3 separate regions of the Mus musculus genome follow, and regions 2 and 3 are each linked to region 1. Evidence: chromatin contacts called from public HiChIP or PLAC-seq data. All regions are on one chromosome and are shown on one strand. Each heading gives the region's core, a stretch centred on a gene start, on an enhancer-like site or on the middle of the called end of the contact. The rest is flanking DNA. Distances are from core to core; before and after follow the strand shown.

Evidence for each region. HiChIP or PLAC-seq counts read pairs in DNA pulled down with a chosen protein or histone mark.
Region 2: an H3K27ac HiChIP or PLAC-seq map of regulatory T cells shows a contact between it and region 1, with 3 times the contacts expected there. The contact joins two enhancer-like sites. A contact is called at or near these places in 6 of 484 Hi-C or Micro-C datasets (B cells, CD8 central memory T cells, the G1E-ER4 cell line and 2 more), 6 of 115 datasets of contacts at active chromatin or transcription factors (CD8 T cells, bone marrow-derived dendritic cells, bone marrow-derived macrophages and 3 more) and 1 of 9 other capture datasets (bone marrow-derived macrophages).
Region 3: an H3K4me3 HiChIP or PLAC-seq map of fetal liver shows a contact between it and region 1, with 2.2 times the contacts expected there. The contact joins the promoter of Hipk2 here to the enhancer-like site in region 1. A contact is called at or near these places in 17 of 39 promoter capture datasets (the 3T3-L1 cell line, the C10 cell line, the HPC-7 cell line and 12 more), 1 of 15 datasets of contacts at CTCF or cohesin (CD8 T cells), 15 of 484 Hi-C or Micro-C datasets (the 3T3-L1 cell line, CD4 T cells, the G1E-ER4 cell line and 10 more), 17 of 115 datasets of contacts at active chromatin or transcription factors (CD8 T cells, T-cell acute lymphoblastic leukemia, bone marrow-derived macrophages and 12 more) and 3 of 9 other capture datasets (adipose tissue, liver and pancreatic islet).

What each region holds. Positions count from the first base shown.
Region 1 is chr6:38,786,766-38,791,565 of GRCm38.p6, forward strand. All of the region lies in intron 2 of Hipk2 (homeodomain interacting protein kinase 2), which reads right to left. 4930502C15Rik (a long non-coding RNA gene) reads left to right here. Exons shown (of 4, transcript XR_003956279.1): 4 at 1-4,800. Among named protein-coding and RNA genes, the nearest start is that of 4930502C15Rik, 52 kb to the left of the region's middle. Within about 2 kb of position 2,831, at least 50 of the 459 cell types and tissues checked have an H3K27ac peak or open chromatin away from gene starts, as enhancers often do. A contact at or near this core is called in CD8 T cells, the G1E-ER4 cell line, the HL-1 cell line and 9 more, where this site is marked.
Region 2 is chr6:38,894,119-38,898,918 of GRCm38.p6, forward strand. It overlaps a transcript of Tbxas1 not described here. Among named protein-coding and RNA genes, the nearest start is that of Hipk2, 20 kb to the left of the region's middle. Within about 2 kb of position 1,828, at least 3 of the 459 cell types and tissues checked have an H3K27ac peak or open chromatin away from gene starts, as enhancers often do. A contact at or near this core is called in regulatory T cells, where this site is marked.
Region 3 is chr6:38,873,669-38,878,468 of GRCm38.p6, forward strand. It overlaps Hipk2 (homeodomain interacting protein kinase 2), which reads right to left and starts at 2,522. Exons shown (of 15, transcript NM_010433.2): 1 at 2,131-2,522. The coding sequence starts at 2,149. It also overlaps a transcript of Tbxas1 not described here.

The DNA.
Region 1 (4,800 bases), core at 1,581-4,080:
CAGCAACTGTTAATATTACTTTTTGTATTCTTAGTGAAGCTTGAAATTAACATGGCTTTTTGTTTATTTCTTCATTTCTGCACCCTTGTCAGCTCATCTCAGGAATGCAGTTTGTTAGCTGGCTTACTGCAGTGCCAAAGAGAAAGCTTGGGAAGCTTAAGCCGACTAGTGAAAGGCTCTGCATGAAAACACATTTGCGTTTTAACCTCTCAGAAGCAGAGCAGTTAACTTAAAATAAATATTTAACATCTTGGTGCTTTTATCAAGACTCGTTTTGACATGGACATGTTCCCCAGGGAACAAAGTCTACTGGAAAAAGTTGATTGAAAAGAAAAGGTGAATCTAGAATTTTCAAAGGAAAACCAATCTCCAGAAATGCTCCTCCCTCCAAAAATCATTAATCTGAATTGAACATAGGCTTAGCATTTTGAAGTCTCATAGGGAAGTAGTCCCAGGCAATGCCTCTTCTGCCCCAGCAATGTTTTTGTTGTGTGCCTGCCTGGCTGCTGCCCTACCCTGCTCCACCCCCATAGCTATTTCACACATGGATCCTGATTTACACCCAAGGCACCTTATTGCCCAGGAAGCTCAAGCAAGACGTAGATCTTGATAGGAGAGCTACCAAACACTCCTGGGGCACAGACAGGGCAGCAAGCCATAAGAAGTCTGGTCATCCCCTGGTAGGGACCATTTATTAAGTTTCTTTTGCTGACTTCACTCCTTCCTTACACAGTGCCTTGAGTTTTGAGAGGATGACATTTATAAGGGGTTGCTGGATGTGTTCTGAAAACTACAGAGCTTGACAGATATGAGTGTCCGATGCCCCCAGGAACAAGAGTGGTCAGTGATGGTAACCAAAATGGCTTTGCTAAATGGTTCAAATGTAGCAAAGTCATAAACAAACAAACAAAAAACCCAAAAGAACCCAAACCTCTCGGGATAAAATGGTCCAGAATTTTTCAGAAGACAGAATCCTGTCTCATTTAATATGTACACATTTACCTGAGCTTCCTATATTCCCCGCTCCCAGAACAAGGTATATCTTACAGGTAACTTCGCATTTGGGTGTGTGGCCACCTGCCAGACAAGGCTCCGCAGAATGACCTGAATATATCATTTTAAGTCTACTCCCATAGGACTGTCACCGGACCAGGGGGCCACTAAGTTACACAGGAACTGCATCTAGTTTTTCCTGCCCCATGAACTTCCTGTAAAGAGCATGGTCATACTGTATTCATCTCTCCTTTTTTTGGCACTAACTCACTGTAGAATAAAATCACGCTGAGTCACAGCATGACACAGCCAATCTCCATCTCTATTTTAGGCACATTTTACACACAGGAGCTGGCAACACACCTTTCCTGATATAAACACAGCTCTGACGGCCTGCAAATTTCAACTGGGTCAGTCTTGCTGCATTATTTGACTTACTTGAAACTTTATTTAAATTTAGTTTTTGTTTGGGCCAATTTTGATGATAAAATTTTGTGCTGCAAAACTGAGGACAGGCTAAGTGGAGGTGGAGGAAGGAGGGTGGACAGAGTGGGGAGGAGAGAGGAGGGAGGGAGAGAAGAGGGAGGAGGGAGGAGGGTGGAAGGAGGAGGGAGGAGGTGGCCCTGTTTTTCTGGTCCCTCCAAATGGCTTTATTAGCTGATTTTGAAAGTTTGCGGTACATTTTCAAAATGCTCAACACCCCACAATTAAACCAAACCACAAATCTACTTCCAAAGCCAAAGGATGCTGGATTTTAAAGCCAAAAAATGTACTGGGAAAACCCAGTGGTATACACCCCTTCTTCCCTTAGTTCCTCTCTCACCAAAATGTGTGTAAACAAGGCAGGACTGAAAGACATCTCTATTGAATGCTGAACACTATGAAAGGAAGTATCTCTGTTTCTGGGAATTCAGATTCAACTTGTTTGCTTTATACGAAAATTAAGGATGTAGTTGCCACCACCAGAGAACACCTTTAAAGATCTCTACAATAAAAGCTCCCATACTTTAGAAAATTTCTGACTTTCCAAGAAGCATACGGGATGTAGCCTGGATGTTTATGTGCCAAGCTGAGTATGCTATGGTAAGCTCTTTTCTTATGGGGAGGAGACTAGAGTTCCCTGTGTGTAGTCTTCCAGCATTCCTTCTTCATTCCGAGCTGAGGATGCTTCTAGGAGCCTCTCTTGGAGATGCTCAATTGCTCTTGACTTTCCTGTCTCAGCCCCTACCTGATGAGACTTTGGATTTAGGGCAGAGCCAGTGTTCAGGGTCAGGTACAATGTGGCTACTACTCCAGATTCTAATTTTACTTGCTATGGAGTGGAGACCTTTTAGAGTTCAGTCCTAAATGATGTCAGCAGTGTTATCACCCACCACATACCCTCCTTCACTCACACATACACTCATTTATTTACTCATATCTTCCACTGAGGACCTACAATAAGCACTGTACTGCTACCAGGGCACTGCGTAAGATCCACACCGAGGCTCAAGAGACTTCTATTTGATCAAGACCAGATAAACATGAAATTATGTGAGCAGATGTTAGCAATGAGGGTCCTGCTGGGGTACAGGACAGGCATGCCAATTCTGCCTCCTACAGGATCTACCTAGGCTGCTACTTCTCATAGAAGCTTCCCCTAGTCATCTCAGATGTGTCTGCCCCAGCCTCTAGGTCCCTTAGCTGAACAGGGACATGCAAGGCTCTTGCCTCCACAAGAATCTGTGTTCCTTCACAGCAGGATCTGCCACTTTCCCCTCATCTCTGAGCCCCTACTGTACCTAACATCCTCTCTGGCATGTGTCAGTGCTCGCAAATGTTTACTGTTGTTCCAAGTATATTCAATGGTAAACCACAGAAGTGAGACCTTCTGAGTACTGTACTGAAAGCCCACACACACCCATTTCCTCTGAAGACCTAGAAGACAAAGGCAGGGCCTCTGAACGCTAGACCTGCCAAGCTACAAAGAAGCTCTGTACTCCCCAAAGCTTTTGCTCCCCTCTCTAGCCTCATCCCTTACCTTTTGAATGGTGACGGTCCCTTCCTGAGGCTATTCAGCATCACAGAGTCACAGATGGGGAAGGCGAGCAGAAGTCCCATCTTTTTTGATGAAATATCAAGGCAATGCAGGGAAAGGAAGATGCCCTTTCATTCCAGAGATGAGACATTTTCACACCACGAGCTCACTAACAACTTGCACTGGCTAGCAATGAAAACAAGGCTATACAATATTTAGCATTTCCCAAAGGCCTGTAGTTTCAGATAGAGTCCAGGCTTTGACCTTCTTTATGGTCTTTCTGACACATATATGCTTTATGTTTTAGAATGAAGATACAGAAAGATCTGTGTTAATTATCTACTGCCACATAACCAATCACCATCATAGCTTAAAATAGTAGTTCTGTAGGTTAGAGATTCAGCAGTGGCCTAGCTGGGCGATATGGGTCAGGGTCTGTCAAGAAGCTATAATCAAGATGCTCCCTTTCCAAGTTCACTAACACAGCCGTTGGCTGAAGATCTCAGTTCTTCCTTATGTGGGCTTTTACAGGGCTGGGCTCACAATGGGAGACAAGGAACAGGCACCAAGGCAGAAGCCAGCATAGCATCTATAATCTAATCTTTGAAGTACTATGCCATCATTTCTGTCAGATCCTACAGAGCCCACAAATCAGCCCTGAATACTAGGAGATGAGGACCACTGGGAGCCGGCTACCACAGGCATACTCTAGCAATGGCGTTCATATATCTTCATTATGATTGGTTATTTCCTTTCCAAAGTCAGACAGACAAATGGACAGGTAGGTAGGTAGATCCATAACCCGGTATTATAGACTCACCAACAAAATTTTCAACAGATAGTTTTTTTTCCTCCTATGTCCTTAAAGGACTACTGATACATTAGAAAGAATCTGTAATTACAAAATAGGGTCAGAACTTTCAAATGGAGATATCCAAAACTTTCTTATTGTGAGAAATGGCATTAAGTACATTCATTTCATATTATTGTATCTTCATCTCCACCTACTACATCTAAGTCTAATGGAAATCATACATACCTATTAAGCAATAACTCCAGCACCCGTAACCCCTGGTAACTACTGTTCTACTCACTGTCTCTTAGAATCATACTATTTGTCTATTTGTATCTCACCTTCTGGGGCATGTGTGTGTGTGCAAATGTATGTGTGTTTTTATTAGTAATCAAACCCAGAGCCTTGCGTATTCTAGGTTTCAGCAGCCCAATTTCCTTTCTTTTCAAAGTGTGGTAGCATTTTAGTGTGTGTGTGTGTGTGTGTGTGTGTGTGCACATGTGTGTGCACATGTGTGTTTATATTCTATTGTATATATGCTATATGCTATTTCTTCATTAACTCTCTTTCTTTAAAAAAATTATTTATTTTATGTATATGAGTACACTGTAGCTGTCTTCAGATAATCCAGAAGAGGGCACTAGATCCCATTACAGATGGTTGTGAGTCACCATGTAATTGCTGGGAATTGAACTCAGGACCTCTGGAAGAGCTGCCAGTGCTCTTAACTGCTGAGCCATCTCTCCAAGCCCCTCATTATCTCTTAATAGACACTTTGCTCTACCTTTTGACTGATGTGAACAATGCTGCTGTGAGCATGTGTATTCAAGCATTCTATAATTATAAAAACCAAACATATTTGAACATGTTAAACATGAGTGAGCTGAAGGATGAAGACCTTCCTGCCCCGCTGGTAGACAGTCCTTGGCCTGCCTGAGGCTAGGGCCTAGCCTAGTGATCGTAGGCAATGGCTACAGAGAAATGCAGTTTTATTCTA
Region 2 (4,800 bases), core at 578-3,077, 110 kb after region 1:
TCTAAAGGAAAAAAATGAGAGATAGAAGATGCCCAAAGTTCTATGATGGCAGATCACAGACTAGACAAAGGTAGTGGTTTAAAAATAACTGTACAAAGGAATAACGATTTATCCAAACCATCTTATAGCATCCAGGGACAAAAACAAGTGAAATAGCAAGCTAGTCACAGAAGGAGACCACCCATGAGTGCTGCAACCAAGAGAAAGAAGCCATTGTGAAAAGCCATGCTACTGGATCCTCCTAGCTGGGATGTTTGAAGACAGCCAAGGATATAGAAACACCAGACTAGTCCTCAATTGTCAAGGATGCCTGGGGACGAGAGAGGGACAAAGAGGTGGGACACAGAGGACTTTTAGCCCAATAAAACTGTTCTTCTTGTTTACTGTAATAGATCCATCACTGTACATTCGTCAAAACTCCAGAACAAACATGTAACAGGAAGAATGAGCCCTAATGTAAACAATGGAGTAGTACACTGTCAGTATTGGTTCATCAGTTGTAACAAATGTACCACATTAATACAAGATGTTAATGGCAGGGTAAAAATCTGCATGAGGTCGGGGAGAGGGACACAAAGAGCTGTATGAGAATTATTTGTGTTTTCTGCTCATTTTCCTGAAAAAAAAAGTCTGCTACTAATCTGAAGATTTTGACTGAAACCCCCAATGAACTCAGGGATAAAGATGTCCTATTTGAACCTGTTGTATTGGCCCACGCTTATAATCCCAGCAGTTAAAAGATGGAAGCAAGAAAATTACTGTGAGTAACCATGGCGAGTCCTAGGCAGAACAAGGCTCATTCATACTCAGAAGAAGAAGAAGAAGAAGAAGAAAAAGAAGGAGGAGGAGGAGGAGGAGGAGGAGGAGGAGGAGGAGGAGGAGGAGGAAGAAGAAGAAGAAGAAGAAGAAGAAGAAGAAGAAGAAGAAGAAGAAGAAGAAGAAGAAGAAGCAGCTTTTATAGGTCAGAGTTGGCCCTGTTCCAAAACAAAGCAAGACAACCCCAAACTAAAATATGTTATGTCTTCATGCAACCTGCATTTCTATAGATTGTGGCTACTATTTGTACACACTTAAATTTGCTACTTAGTATAGTGTTGATACAATATCTAGGGGTTTAAAATCAACCAACTGAATAAGGGCAGAAAATATAGAAAGATACATTCTCATGCTGCAGGTCCTTCCAAATTCTGATGTTAAAGAAAACCTCAGCATTTAGCACACACATTTTAATAGGAAGAAATTCCATGATAATAAAATTGTGGAATCTTTCTATCAGGAGGACTGGGATCTGAGTGTACGTGGGTGTGGCTGTGTGGAGGTGAGAGGTCAATGCCAGATGTCTCCCTCAGTCATGCGGGTGCCCGGAATCAAACTTAGGTCTGCAGGCTCACCCAACAAGCCCTTCACTAATGGGGACTTAGCCCCAGCCCCACATTTTCTCTAAGACTTGAACTTAACTATATGGATCTGAGGGTGACTTCAAACTTCTAACACTTCTGGCTTTACTTACTAGTTGTAATCATGTAATTATTTACAGATTACAGTCATGTTCCTCTATGTTTAAACTATGCAGTACAAGGGATCGAACCCAGGACTTTATGCATACTGGGCAAGCACTCTCCTAACTGAGCTATATCCCCAGCCCCAAACTTCGTTTTTATATTCTTTTTGTCATTGTTGTTAGGTTTTTGGTTGTTTTGCTTGGCTGGTTTTTGGAGGGAGGGTTTTTTTTACTTTTGCTTTTGTTCTTGTTTTTGAGACAAGGTCTCTATGAAGCCCTGGCTTTCCTGGAACTCTCATTGTAGACCACACCGGTCTCAAATTCACAGAGATTTCTGCCTCCGCCTTCCCCTCTTTCTGCCTCTGCCTTCCCCTCTCTCTGCCTCTGCCTCTCTGCCTCTACCTCTCTGCCTCTGCCTCTCAAGTGTTGGGACTAAAGACATGGGCTACTATCACCCGGCCCTTAATAGATACTTTGAGGACAAGCCATATTACCTAGAATGAGATGAGTATTTGTAGTCAGAGGCAATCAGCTCAGTTAGTAATGGAGCCCAATTCAAAGTGTTGTTTTCAACTTTGAACCACTGTGCTTAAGATAACTGACCAAGGATACGCCTCCCCTGTGACTATATCCAAACTGTTTGTTCTTTACCGCCCCCACCCCGTAGTCACAGCTTCCAAATCTATTAATTCAGCTATGAATTCAATCAAAACCATTCCTTACAAATGGCATCCATACTAAATTTGTCCAACTTTTTTTGTCATTATTTTCTAAACAGTGTAGCATCATCTAAGGGCTCTTTACTTAGATTTGCATGGTGTTGGGTATGGGAAGTACAGATGATTTTAAGTAGACACAAAAGGTGCACGGGGAGCAAACCCTACACCATCTTACACAAGGGACTCTGATGTCTTCAGGTTTTAGTATCTTCACGATTCTGGAACTAATTCTTTGAGGATACTAAGGAATGATTATTGAGGTCAGGCAAGGATTTGGGCCACAGAATTTGCCATCATCTAATTTCCCTCATCTAAGATCATCTTTTGTGGCAACTAAAATGGCTGAACTTAGAGACAAAAACCTTAGTCTCTGCCTTGACATGGAGAACACAGCTGGTTGCTAGAAGCTGCTTCATTATTAGAGAGGAAGTATAAGGTTTTCCCCACCAGTCGACCTGTATCTTCTGTCCCAAATACACAGTGCCCACCAGCTCTTTGCTTGTTCAGGAACTCTTTGTATTTGGAAAGGAGGCAGAGAGATAGGAGGGTAAGCCAACGGAGGTGGCAAAGCTACTGGTCACCCTGAAGTGTGTCCACTTACAGCTGAGACTGTATCCAAGCACCATAAAAGGGCCGTACCAGACTCACAGAATCCCCCTGAATCCTGAGCATTGGTCTAGCCGAATAAAGTTTATTTGATTCCATCTATCACCTCCTCAAATAATTATGAACAGCGTGTTTACCAACTAAAGCAAAGAGACGCTTAAATTCTTCCCAGAACACTCAGCTCTGCATTCCAAGTGCTTAGCCTGGGGGTCGCCATTGTGCACACACAATAAATCTTAGTGTATCAGGAATCCAGGCAGTCTCGAAGCTCCGATGACAGAGATTTTTTTTTCTTTAACAGACAGAAGTCAGGGAGGGCAATCAAACAATGAGACTCGGGCAAGGGCGGCTCTGAACCTCTGAGCTGTGTGTGGGAGAAGACAGATGAGGCAGGAATTCTGAGAAAGATAACAAGAAGCAAGCTAGAGAGGAAAGAAAGAAGTTGGTGAAGCAGGAAGAGAAAAAAGCTCTGAAATAAAGCGGGGTGAGAGATAGAAGCTCGTGTGTGTGTGTGTGTGTGTGTGTGTGTGTGTGTGTGTGTGTACACCGTGAGCAGGGGTCATCAGAAAAGGAAGCATACCAGGAGGAAACCAGGGAGCACTGGGTGGGTCAGGCCAAGCTTCACTGCAGAGAAGCAGGTACTTTGTTCAAACTGCATTACTCGCTGCCTGCCATCTGGCTTCCGAGGTGTGTGAGGAAAGCAAAGCAGAAAACAAAATGCCGGTCAGTAACCCTGACAATAGAAACTTGTCTTCCGTAGAGGTTTTGAGAAGTGTGAGACAAGAATCTATCTGTAGGGGAGACCAGCCCCTTCATAAGTGTCATGCAACCAAGCTCGTAGAGGGTGATGTTTGCTCCCAAATCTTTTTTTGGTTTTGGTTTTGGTTTTTTTTTTTTTTGAAACAGGGTTTCTCTGTATAGCCCTGACTGTCCTGGAACTCACTCTGTAGAGCAGGCTGGCCTCGAACTCAGAAATTCTCCTACCTCTTCCTCCTGAGTGCTGGGATTAAAGGTGTGCGCCACAGCTCCCAAATCTTGATGGTTACATTTCAGATAGAGTTTTTACGTACCACCGAAAATGCAGGAGCTGAACTTTGCCTCTGAAATGTAACAAAAAGAAAAAAAAGAAAAAAAGAAAAAGGAAAAGGAAAAAAACCTTGAAAGCAATTTTTAAAGAAAGATTGATCGTGCTGAGTACAACAGAGCAGACCAGTGGTTCTCAACCTTCCTGATGCTGCGACACTTTAACACGATTCCTCAGGGTGTGGTAACCCTAACATTATTTCATTGCTACTTCATAGCTCTAATATTGCTACTGTTATAAACTGTAATGTAAATATCTATTATGTGTCCCCTGTGAAAGGGTGATTCAGCTCCAAAGGAGTCGAGACCCACAGGTTGAGAACTATAGAGTAGATGCTTAGTGAATGTTGCTAGATTTCAATCATCGTTGCCGTCATCAACGTTCTCCTCCTCCTCCTCCTCCTCCTCCTCCTCCTCCTCCTCCTCCTCCTCCTCCTCCTCCTCCTTCTTCTTCTTCTTCTTCTTCTTCTTCTTCTTCTTCTTCTTCTTCTTCTTCTTCATTTTCTGGTACTGGGTACTAAACCTAAGACCTTGCATATGCTAGGCAAGTGTTCTACCACTGGGCTATACGCCTAGCCCTTAAAAACTAACAAATTTTTACATTTTGAAGACAGGGTCTTGTGCTTATCCAGAATGGCCTTAAACTTACTGTATAGACCAAGTTATCCTCCTGCCTAAGCATCCCTAGTAGCTATAACGACAGGTCAAGGACGACTGAGTTCACTACTGGAAAGGAAGATTCATCCTTGGTGACCGAGGATGGGGTCCATCTGCCAGCCAGGCTCCAATACTTTCATTCTGGTTCTAGAGGACAGCTGTACCTGGGAGCCATGCCATCACTGGAAATCATGAGGAAGGTTGGCTGGCATCTCTCTGCCTGTATCCTTCTAC
Region 3 (4,800 bases), core at 1,272-3,771, 87 kb after region 1:
AGGAAAAGAATTCTAGAGATGTAAGAGATGCTCCCAAAGAAGAAAAAAAGCTACAAACAAAAGAACAATTAAGAGAACCCACAGACAAGGCCCAAGGAAACCCAGGATGGAAAGGAGGTGACAAATTAGGTTGCCTGGGATAGAGGAGGGCTGGAAAGTAAAACTCCAAGCAGAGAGAGACCTCTGAACCCCACAGTCCCACAGTGTAACACTTTACACACCTGTAATTGCTTTTCCGACACAATCACTAAAAGAACAATGTCCTAGGACCAACTGTGCTGGGTCTTACTTAGCCCCGGGGGCTAGCCTACATTCCTCATGGATTTCAAATGAAATCAACATAATCAATGAAGTTCCCAGGGTGGCTTTGTTCAAGGTTGACAAAATACATCCCGACCCACCTCCCCAGCTTCCTGGAAGAGGAATTTTTATTCCTCTATTACAGTTGTGAATTCAATGCCAAGTTCTTTCTAAAATGCTCACCCGGAGTGTCCAGCAGAGGGAGTCTCAAGGAGGTACTTAATAAAGAGAAAACTGTTTCATTTTAACACTCTAGACAGTGGGAGCTTTGACTGCAGCCCCCCTCCCCTAGACACAGATGAACAATGAATGCCCGACATGGGTTCTCCTACATGTTCACGTCCCCACTGGCATGTTTCTAGTCTACGTGGTGGAGTGATCCGAAATTTTGTTTTGTTGTGTGGAACGGTTAAATAGACCTTGTGTTCTTCGGAATCAAAGAGGAAAGCCCCTGGAATAACATTTCTCTGTTGCTTTCTAAACAGCCCCTTTGTTTCTAAGAGACTCTGGAAAAAATATTTACAGTCCATAGGTTATTTACAGCCTTGTTATTCAGAGCCTGAATGGTAAGAGAGTCCATGCAGAAACCTAATTCATTTAGAGCCCTGGTACTAATAACAGATTTTCTTTTCAGATAAGTTTTTTTTTTTTTTTTAAATCAGCCTCTCCTAACAGAGATAAAACTATTAATGAGATCCCTGTTTCACTCGGCCCAACAGTTCCCTGGGTTTATAGGATTACAATCTCCCCTAGCCCCTCCTCTTGGTTCCTGGCAAACCCGTTTCCCTCTCATTTGCGATTTCATACACAGAATATCTGAACAAAACCGAAAGAAAGCCAGATGGACCCACGCTAAAAGTATGTAAAGGGCTGCTATTTCAATGATTTCACGAGAGAAACATTTTCACGACGAAATAACTGAAAAAATCTGGCACACTTTGGTTGAAAAATACCCGGTACTACAAGCACACAAAACCCCATAGAAGAGTAAAAACTTAGTTGATTCCGGCTTGATTTTCTCGCTGCAAGCTGACGGAACTGACTGAAGAGAACCGAAAGAGTGCGCGAGGCAGCTGTATCGCCTTACCTTTTCTTTCTTCTAAAGACAGTCAAATGGGAAAAAAATCAGCCAACGCCAGGTGAAGGTGCACAGCACCGATCTACCCAGGCCGAGCCAGAAAACCTTCTTTCGCACCCCCTTCCCCGCCCCCCCCAAAAAGCCAAACTACATTCTCCCTTCCACACGCCAACTGCGGGGAGATTTTGAGCCTATTTCATTGTTCTGCCTGGGTCTGAAATGGACTTTTCATCTCAACCCTCTCTCATCGCTTGGCCCCTTTCAATCGGATTCCACAGCCACCACCACCACCACCACCCCCCAAAAATCGGAGGCTCGGGAAGAATAAAGGAGTGTGGGGTGGGAGTGGAGATGTTTGGAAAAGGGAGCAGAGAGGACGGACAAGTAGAAAGGAGATCGTTTAAAGGTAATGGGGGAGGACCGCATCACCTTCATTTATCACAAATAAACAGAAAGCAGTCACGGATCCGTCTTTTCCCACACGCCGCCCCCATTTCTTTTCTTTGGGCAGCAGCCCACCGGCACACACCCCCCAGCCGCCTTCTCTGCCCTGGAAATAAGATCCTGCTCCAGGCCGGCTCCGGTCCCGTCTGGACCCAGGATGGGGGCACCGGGGAAGGTCGCGAGCCCCCAGGACCAGGGCCCGGGGCTGCGGCCGGGGGCTGCCGGGCGAGGGGCCGCGGGCAGAACAAAGCTACGGGGGCCGCGGCTGGCCGAGCGAGCGGGGGGATCGCGGGCCGGGTGCCCCTTACCTTCGTACACGGGGGCCATCGGGGCCGGGGTGTCCGCGGTTCATGGCAACGGAGAAGGGAACGCGGCGCGCGAGCTCGGCCCCCTCAGCCTCAGTGGGAATCTGCCATCTTGAGCCTGTGTCTCCGCTCTCGGCGCAGCCCAGGCCGCCAGCGCCCGCATCACCGCCTCACTTGGCCGGCGCCGGGGGAGGGGGCCGGGCGGGCGCGTCGCCGCCGCCGCCGCCGCCGCCGTAGCCGCGGCCCGGGCCCTGCGCGGGGGGCTCGGCCGGCCCGGGGCGGCTAAGGCGCCGAGGCCAAGGGCCGGGCGGGTCCGCGAGGGCGGGAGCCGGGGCGGGCTGCGGCGGCCAGGGCCCGGGCCGGAGCTCAGCTCCGCATGGCTGTGAGGCGGGGGCGCCGGCAAAAGTTGCCCGTGAGGAGCAGGGGGAGGGGGCGGGGGCGGGGCGGCGCGGCCGGGCGCGAGCGGGCGGGCGGGCAAGCGCGAGCGAACGAGCCGGGAAGAGCCCCAGGGAGTCCGCGCGCAATCGAGCGCCGATGGCACGGATGCGAGGCGGGGAGGGCCGAGCCGAAGGGCAGAGCGGGGCGTCGGCGGGGGCCGAGCGCGGCCCGAGGGGAGCCGAGCGGCCGTGCGAGCGGGGCTGGGCGAGAGCGCGGTGCGCTGGCCCGCAGCCGCCGACCGGAGCTCCGCGGTGGAGGCGGCCACAACTTTGTGTGTGCGTGCTTGGGAGTGCGCGCGTGGGTGTGCGCGCGCCGGCCGACCGGGCCGGGGAGCGCGAGCGGCTGCTGCCGACAGCAGTCCCGCTGCCGGGCAAAGTGTCTTCACCCCAGCGCGTGCGGGCTCCGTTCTAGCCGACACGCGGGGGAAATGACTGGAGGGAGTGGGCGCGTAGTCCTCCCGGGAGAATGTCGGGGGAGCTCCCTGAACTGCTCGGGGAAAACGCAACGTCAGGATGGACGCCTGATCCCGATGTTTGGAGAGCCCTCTCCTCCATCATCCGGGTGGGAGGGTCCCACCTAGTGGCTCCAGGGTTTTGCTTTTTTTCTGCTCACTCGGGCCGGAGCGAAACGTTCTCTAAACTCTCCTAGCCTGGATCTCTGCCCTGATTTGCCTCTCCAGCTCGCTTCTGGACGTCTGCACGGGACGCCCTGCCTTTTGCCTCCAACTTACGAAAACTTGTTGAGTCCTGATATATGAATAGTTCATAAAAGAAATTAAGTGGGTGACAACAAAGCTTCTGAAAAGCCAACAAAATATTAGTATCCAGCAAAAAATATTTTGTCTCATAAACCCTTTATTTTCAGGTATGAATACTGGACACCTGATGTAAATTGTATTTCCTACCTGTAAATCATAGGTCCAAAACAGTTTAGAAGCTACCTTGAGGGTGGGGATGTAATATGATGACCTCTAACTCTGGAGAACTTTCTTTAAAACAAGCCCATTGTTTTCTTTTCTTTTTAAGACCATTGTTTTCTCACTATCTTTCCAGCTTCTGTATCCCGTGCCCATCCACCACCCAAAAATAAAAAAACAACCTAGCTCCTGCACACACGTGGCTGGTTTTGTTACTGGAAAATAAGTTTCACTTCATCTTGGGATGGTCCTTGACGGCGATCTTCTTTGCCTCAATATTTCATATTACATTACACTAGTGCTTTCCTTACTCTAATGTTCTTCACGTTGTAGACTCCTAGGCGACCATTGGTAAGGGGAACCTCAGAGATCATCTAGGCCTGCCTTGCCGTTTTGCAGTCCAAGAAGCCCACAACAGTAAAGGATATTATCCAATGATACAAAGTATTGGACCTTAACTTTAGATCTTTAGGCCCCTACGATCTTCCTTCACACTCTTCACTTGTCCCTTTCTATCCCCTTGTAATCCTTAACTGGTTTCCCTAGATTTGTTCATGGCCGGTTGCTCCTAAATACTGCTGCTCTCTCAAATGGAGTGGTTCTGGCCACTCCATGCTCCTACTTCTATCTTCTAAAGACTCACCTTCATCTAGTGCTAAGTCTCTTAGTTCCTTGGCTTTTAGTCAAGACAGACAGGTTCCAACTTACCTCTCCTAGGACATGATTTCAACAAATCACTGCCTCTCCAGCCCGACTGGTTTACCTGTGGTCCTCTGCCAACCTTGCTCATCTATGCCTTTGCCCAAAATGTCACATTCCCACAAGTGGTGTCTTCTCTCTTTAAAGAATTCCTACCTCCCTGCAGGTTGGCTCATTTCCTCCATAAAACAACCTAAATAATGTGAAGAAGACAAACCTGAGTTCAAACCCTAGTTCTCCCACTTGGCAAGTGTATGAACATGGTCTCCTTGTCTGACCTCACTGAACCTTGGTTTCTACATCTTAATTATAATAAGAATATTAATATGAATATACGCTCCCCTGCACTCATCAGTTTCTACCCCGCCTTTACTACATAGATATGCAATTGCTTGTTGCTTCCTCTGCCTCTTTCCATGCTGGTCAACAGAACTCTCTCCATTCACTTGTGGCACTGAACTTATGATGAAATGCAGCTAGTGCCTGAGGAACTAAACATTAATTCTAATAGGCACGGGTGGCTAGTGGCTACCATACTGGGCAGTGTATCTCTAACTATAAGCTCAATGAGGGCAGAAACCACACAGGTCTTACTTAACATGTTATCCCTAGCAACTATT